2 separate regions of the Zea mays genome follow, and region 1 is linked to region 2. The links are chromatin contacts, called in public Hi-C maps. All regions are on one chromosome and are shown on one strand. Each heading gives the region's core, a stretch centred on a gene start, on an enhancer-like site or on the middle of the called end of the contact. The rest is flanking DNA. Distances are from core to core; before and after follow the strand shown.

Region 1 (3,357 bases), core at 171-2,670, 310 kb after region 2:
GATCCACGTACCTCGTACTCTCAATTTGGTGAAGAGTTCAGTTGTGCCTTAATTCTAAAAAGAAAAGGTTTCAACTCAGTCCTATCACCGAGAGTCAACTGATATGTCGTTACACTTAATAGACGTGTTTTTGCGGATCAATGCACAATAATCTCAAAAGTCAAAACACTAGGAACTATTTAGCTTAATCCTGTAACTAAAAGAATCCAAAAAATACAACTAAGACCTAATGAACTTTCATATCAGTTTCTATAAACACTAGGACTTAGTTCAGAAACCATCACCTGCTTATATTGCAAGTTACTAGAAGATTAGCTGCACCAAATTGACACAAGTGGAAAAAACTTACCAAGACCTGATAGCAGTAAATCATAACAAAGACTAAAAGGAACGTACACCTTAACCAACCAAGCAAAATAGATAAAATAATTAAATTGTCCTGATAGAGATAAACACCACCATGCCACCAGTACATGGTCAACAACTCAACACTAATTTTTTTGGATAAATGTATAGCAGATATAAGAAGGTGGGGTATAATTCACTTCAGTTTTGAAAATATGGGCTCTATTGTGATATTAGGACCTTCTGCTCCAAATGAACATTCGTACAACATTAGCTGTACACAGATAAAAAGATCATGCTGCTCAACCAGACCATTTAGTCTAGCCAAGATGATCCAAAATCAGCAAGCAAGCCAGACAATACTAACGATCTCACCTAATCCACCGCATGGAGATACAAACGAATCAGCCGAAGCTTAAGCGTGCAAACCGCGCTAGGTGGTGTTACAATCTCTACTATATAACGCACCAGTTTTCCTGGTTCCACAGTTTCAATCGTGTTTGTGCTCCCCAACATTTAAATAATAAAAATGCTAAAATTATGCACAAATAGGGATTCAAATTATAGTTGTTGGCTCTAAACCCAAATTCACACCCACCTAGACAACAGAACACACATGTCTTTGTCTTTTATATTCAATACTTAAGCATAAATGAAAATCGTAACAACGTACAAGCACGCACTTTGCTAGTGTGACGTAACGTAATCACTTACCCCCATTGGACGGTGAGCGCCTCGTAGTCCCAGTACTCCTTGGGACGCAGAACGTTGACGTCGGTGTAGACCTTTGCCTTCGACATGAGGGGCCCGGATCCCGCTGGGGGCGGGGCGGCGCGAGGACGCGGGAGGGCGAGGAAGGAGGACGCGAGCGCCGCTACGACGACGGCAGCCGCGGCAGCGGGCTTGGCGATGCCAGAAGGCAGGCGGTTCCAAGGGGACGCACCGATCATGCAGCGCCCATCGCCGTCGGCGAGGCGGGGCGGGCTAGGGTTTCGGCGGGCGGAAAGGTGGGAGCGACCGTGCGAGACGATGTCACGAGGGAGGAGGTGGAGACGAATTTAGCGTGGCTGCGTGAGGATACCGGTGGACTGGGACCTGGGATGACCGGTCGCTGGAATCTGCTGGCTTTTCGTCGCTATAGGTGATTGTTCGCTGGCGTGGGCCCGACCCTTTCCCTCGGAAGACGCTTTCATACAAGGGCATGCTGTGCTGCCCCGAAGCCCCCGATGCAGGGTCGTGCTGTACCTGACGGTCTATCTAAACATGAACATCTTAATAGATTTTAGATGATTTTTTCTTGAATCTGAATTCATGCTTAACACGTCCTAAAAAAGACGAATCCATACTTAAAAAAGGAAGAAAAAGAAAAACAAGACTGAATTCCTGCTAAACACAACTAAAAGAAGACAAGCTCATGTTTTTTAAAAAAAAGAAAGAAAGAAACGAGCTCGAACTGTCGAACATCACTGAGTATACTGTAGTTGTAGCTACCTATTAACATATGAAAGATTTGCATAAACCAATACCTCCGATTCAAGATGGAAACTGATTTATTTTATCTTAAATCAACATTCCATAACTTCTACACACACACGAGACCAAACTACTATAATTGTTTAGACAACTTACATAAAGTAAAACTATAACTAGAGTACGCATGTGCAGTGGCGGAGCTCCGTAAAATTAACGCTCCGGGCCACTCTACACATATAATGATGTACTACTCCGTCTTTTTATTTTTAGCGTTTTAGTTCAAAATGAACTAGCGGACGATAAATATGTAAGAACGGGGTAGTAACATTTAAAACAATCCAGTGAAACTATGACAGAGAACAATTACTCACAATAGGAGAGAATTACGGGCACATGACAGCAGACAGTCGCTGCCCATTGGCCAGAGAGGCACTTCGCCCTCGCCTATGAATAAGAAAAGAAAGGGAATCAGGTTAAGAAAGTTGTATAGCTTGGAAGAAGATGTAATGGCAGGGGCGAGTTTGCATGGGCGGTGGCGTGGCGCCAGTGCAGGGCGCGCGTGGCTCTGCTGCAGGGTCGTAGGGAGGCTGGAGGGGGACTGGCGGAGGTCGGACCGGTGGTGACAGATGCCTGAGTTAGAGCCTGTCCGGTTGTCTCAGAGGTTACTGCCTTATGCCCTTGCCGGATCCGTGGAGCCCAAAGGCGTGGAGAGTGACTGGAGGGAGGCGGCAGTGCCGCTGGCAACATATGAAGTACAGCCGCACATGTTTGCGAAATAATTGGAAGAGTCTGTGTTTTCGTGACTAGGAGAGGCCGCCAGCGTCAAGCTCAATCGCTGCAAGCAGGATGTCTTTGGAGTCACATTTTTGGGCTGAAATGTATTTTGAACCAAATTTTTTCACTGAAAAAAATATATATACAAGAGGAGTTTTGGGCTGCGCCCCGGGCCACGGCCCAGGTGGCCCGGGGCCCAAATCCGCCCATGCGCATGTGCTTCCATGCCACCTTTGATTATAATAGAGATGTCAATGGGGACCCGATACCCGCTAACCCATGAGAAATTCCCCTATTAGAATACGGTATGGGGCAAAAATTGTCCCAATAGGTATGGATATGGGATAAAATCTCCACCCATTGGGTAAACGAGTATGGGTTTGGGAAGCAATAATCCAAACCCGATTACCCATGGGTATTTCATACGTGTACACCTGTCCTGTTTGTATGAATGAGTTGAGGCCGAGCCGACCACCAAACCCAACACGGCAGCGCACCAGACCCCAGGTCCTAGCCCAACAAGGCAACTAGCAGACTAGAAAAAAGATAAAACCCTAAAATAACTAGCCATACACTACACCGACTGCTAGGAGCCTAGGACGACAGTGACGACCATGGATTCTCATGCGTCAACGAACTTGGATGGTGACCAAGGAAGGTAAGGAGACTCTATTTCTCCATTTCTTCTATTGGTCCCGAAGTACTGATTTCTTTTTTGATGGATGGATGAATGGATCATGGTTCATGGATGGGGTGCTTGCTGAT
Region 2 (3,337 bases), core at 171-2,670:
TCTCCGGGATCAGGCTGCCGGACATGCAGAGCTGGCCCATGCTGCTGTTGGACGCGTTCCCCGCGTAGATGAAGGGCATCGGCGTGGTGGGCAACGGCTTGCCGCTGTACAGGGACACCCCCGTGTAGTTCTTGCCGTTGCCGAGCGTGACGTAGGCGGGGAAGTCGCGGTCGATGGTCCCGGCGCCCACGGTGGTGATCCACGGCGCGCCGTTGGACAGCGTCGCGGCGCCCGGGCCGGCATTGCCCGCGGAGCAGGACACGAAGATCCCCTTCTCCATGGCGCTGAAAGCGCCCACCGCGATGCTGTCGCGGTAGTACTCCGCCGTGCCGCCGCCAAGGGAGAGCGAGAGCACGTCGACGCCGTCCGTCACGGCGACCTCCATGGCCTTGAGGATGTCGGAGCTGAAGCACCCGCCGACCCAGCACACCTTGTACGTGGCGACGCGGGCGCGGGGCGCCATGCCCTTGGCCGTGCCGGCAGCGTAGCCGAGCAGGTCGGCGCCCTGGACGGCGCCGCCCGCCGCGGTGCTGGACGTGTGCGTCCCGTGGCCGTCGTTGTCCCTCGGCGACCGGGATTCCTTGGACGTGTCCACGGGGCCCTTGGCCGCCTCATAGCCCGTCAGGAAGAACCTCGCGCCGATGAGCTTCTTGTTGCACGCGGAGGCGTTGAAGTCGTTGCCGTCCTCGCACTTGCCCTTCCAGCCCGCAGGCACGGGGCCGAACCCGGTGTCGTCGTAGCTCGGCCTCTCCGGCCAGACGCCGGTGTCGAGCACCCCGACGACGACGTCGGTCCCGGTGCCCGACTGCGGGAACAGCGCGTCCGTGCCGTCCAGCCCCAGGAACTCGGGCGTCCGGGTGGTGTGCAGCTCGTACCGCACCTCCGGGTTGACGACGATCACCCCTGGCTGCGACTCCAGCGCCGCGGCCTCCGCGCGCGTCAGCCGCGCCGAGTAGCCGTGGAGGAGGGTGCTGTAGGTGTACAGCACGGTGGCGGCATCCGACACCGCCTGAAGCGACGCGGCGTACCATTCCTCATGCTCCGCGAACTCGTCCGGCATGGCGGAATGGGACATGTGGACGATGTAGGTCTGCCGGCCGTCTCGTCCGGCCACGGCCGCCGACGCCAAGAGCGCGGCGGCGGCGGCGGCGGCCATAGCTAAGATCACGCGTACCTCGCCATGGCGCCGCATTGTGAGTGAGCGAGTGAAGGTAACGGACGGAGTGGCGAATCTTGGCAGTGGAATTGAGCGTGTGAGAGAGGTAGATCGGGGCAGTGGTTTTATAGAATCGAGAACGGGGCCTCGAATGATTGCAACAGGACAAAGGGGAACAGATGGACCGCTGCTTCAGCGGCATCGATCGGACGGGAAGGCGTGACTGCGTGAGTGAGGAGCCGGGTGGAGAGAGAGAGAGATAGACATTAGACCGGGCCGCAGCCCGCAGTGCACATGGCTGGCCGCTTTTAACTTTTGGTTTTTTGGCATCACCGCCACATGACCGTTCCAGGAGCCAAAGATGCTGCTCGCAATCCGTGAAAGTGTTCACTCGTCCAGCGTCCAGTAGCAGCGGTCAAGAGCGGTTGCACATCGATCGTGTCCCCGTTGCCTGCGACCCGGCCCACGAGCCGGAGGACCAGGTAGAAACCGAAACCGGTGTCTGCGACTGCGATCAACGTCTCCACCTCCGTCATGGGCGGCCGCCGGGTTTCTGCCCAAGCTAATCTCTAAAGCCACAAAGAGCGGTTTCTTGAAGCTTTTCAGAGAGATAACGATAGCTTTAGATATAAAACAAGATGATGTCTCGTAATGATGCTGCTACTGCCGGACGTCGATGATGATGGTGGGAGGTGGCGGTGCCGAGCCAGCTCTTGGATGACGGCACGTGAATGAGCTTCTAGTCCCTACTGCTAGAAAACAACAATTCCTTTCGCCGCCATGTTCGGTTGCTGCCTAGCGCACGGCGGAGTCCCACGACTGCATGGGCAAACTGCTCGTCCAGATCGACGCGGACGAACGCCGCCCGGCCCTTTGGAGGAAAGCGAGCGAAAGGCGCCGTGCTTTGCTTCGCCGCGTGACGGTTCACACACTGACACGCACACCTCAGCAGTTCACATTTCACAGTTCACACACGCACATTCACACGCTGGAGCTGGAACGTGGGGGCGGTTCGCGGAAGTAACCGGCGATTTAGGTGCGGGTCTGGAAATGAACGGTGGGCCGCCTGACAATTGGGCTACGGTGGAGTGGTCCACTGGGCCCGAATTAGCCGTAGCCTGTAGGGCATCAGGCGCAGAGTCGAGTTTCGTCGACCGTTGCGGCGGCAGCGAGTTCAGGAAAAAACGATGTCGATTTTGTGTGCCTTGATATCAGATCTGCCCACCGAAACTGCATTGCCAAATAAATCGACTGTGCCTTCAACTTACCTCGGGTGTCGTGTCCAGATGGCCAACTTTGTGCAAGTGGCTTTGCACCATTGCCAGTGGCGCGCCTGCACTGGCGTGCTCTGCTGAAAGCCCACCGCCCCGGGCCATCTCCTCGAGAAATTTGCTATTTTGCCACTCTCGATTTTGGCTGCTTGTTATTATGCCATCCCGTGTCTATGACTGATGGGACCGTCTGTGTCTATGATTTGTGGGTCCGATGGCATACTGGCGAAGCCCACAAATGATAATGGCAAAATTGCCAATGGCTCCATCTCCTGCATGCCTGGAATGAATGGCACAGATGCTTCACGGCGGTGACATGCCACACCGTGCGTATTCATTCATTCATTCGTTCGTGCCGCGACGTGCCGTCGTACGCTACCCATGTCGGCGGCAGCGGTGAACATGAACACCACGACCGAATTTTTTGTATTTTGTCCCTTTCTCAAAAAAAAATTCACGTTTAGACCTTAAAAAATTTTAATGTCATTTTTGGACCCTTTGCTCGGCGCCATAGCCTATGGCACCGACGTAACACATCTCGGCGCCATAGGCTATGGCGCCAAGGTACGTGCTACGATGGCACAACCTGAACGACGTGGCGTCAACGTGGTACCGAGCTCGGCGCCAAGATCTATGGCGCCGAGCTCGGATGTGTAACAACAAAGTATGTCTAGCTCAGTCGGTAGAGTGCAATGCTTTTAACCTTGAGGTTGTGGGTTCAAGCCCCATGGTGGACGTTCAATATTTTTTTGTCTTTGTCACTATTTTTTTTGTCCATATTTTTCGTTTATGTCGCTGATTTGTCTGTCCAGATTTATTTTTCATCTAGTTTTTTTTTATTTTTATGACTGATTTATTTATTCATCTAGATATTTTTTGTTTTTGTTTTTGTTTATTCAAACTCCGTGAC

The links. Hi-C and Micro-C count contacts between places; a contact is called where the count stands out from the background.
Region 1: a Hi-C map of tassel shows a contact between it and region 2, with 2.1 times the contacts expected there. The contact joins the promoter of LOC542460 here to the promoter of LOC100285096 in region 2. A contact is called at or near these places in 5 of 25 Hi-C or Micro-C datasets (ear, endosperm, leaf and 1 more).

What each region holds. Positions count from the first base shown.
Region 1 is chr1:286,237,463-286,240,819 of Zm-B73-REFERENCE-NAM-5.0, forward strand. LOC542460 (CK2 protein kinase alpha 2) reads right to left here and starts at 1,421. Exons shown (of 10, transcript NM_001112016.2): 1 at 1,060-1,421. The coding sequence starts at 1,295.
Region 2 is chr1:285,930,439-285,933,775 of Zm-B73-REFERENCE-NAM-5.0, forward strand. LOC100285096 reads right to left here and starts at 1,421. Exons shown (of 1, transcript NM_001157991.2): 1 at 1-1,421. The coding sequence starts at 1,192.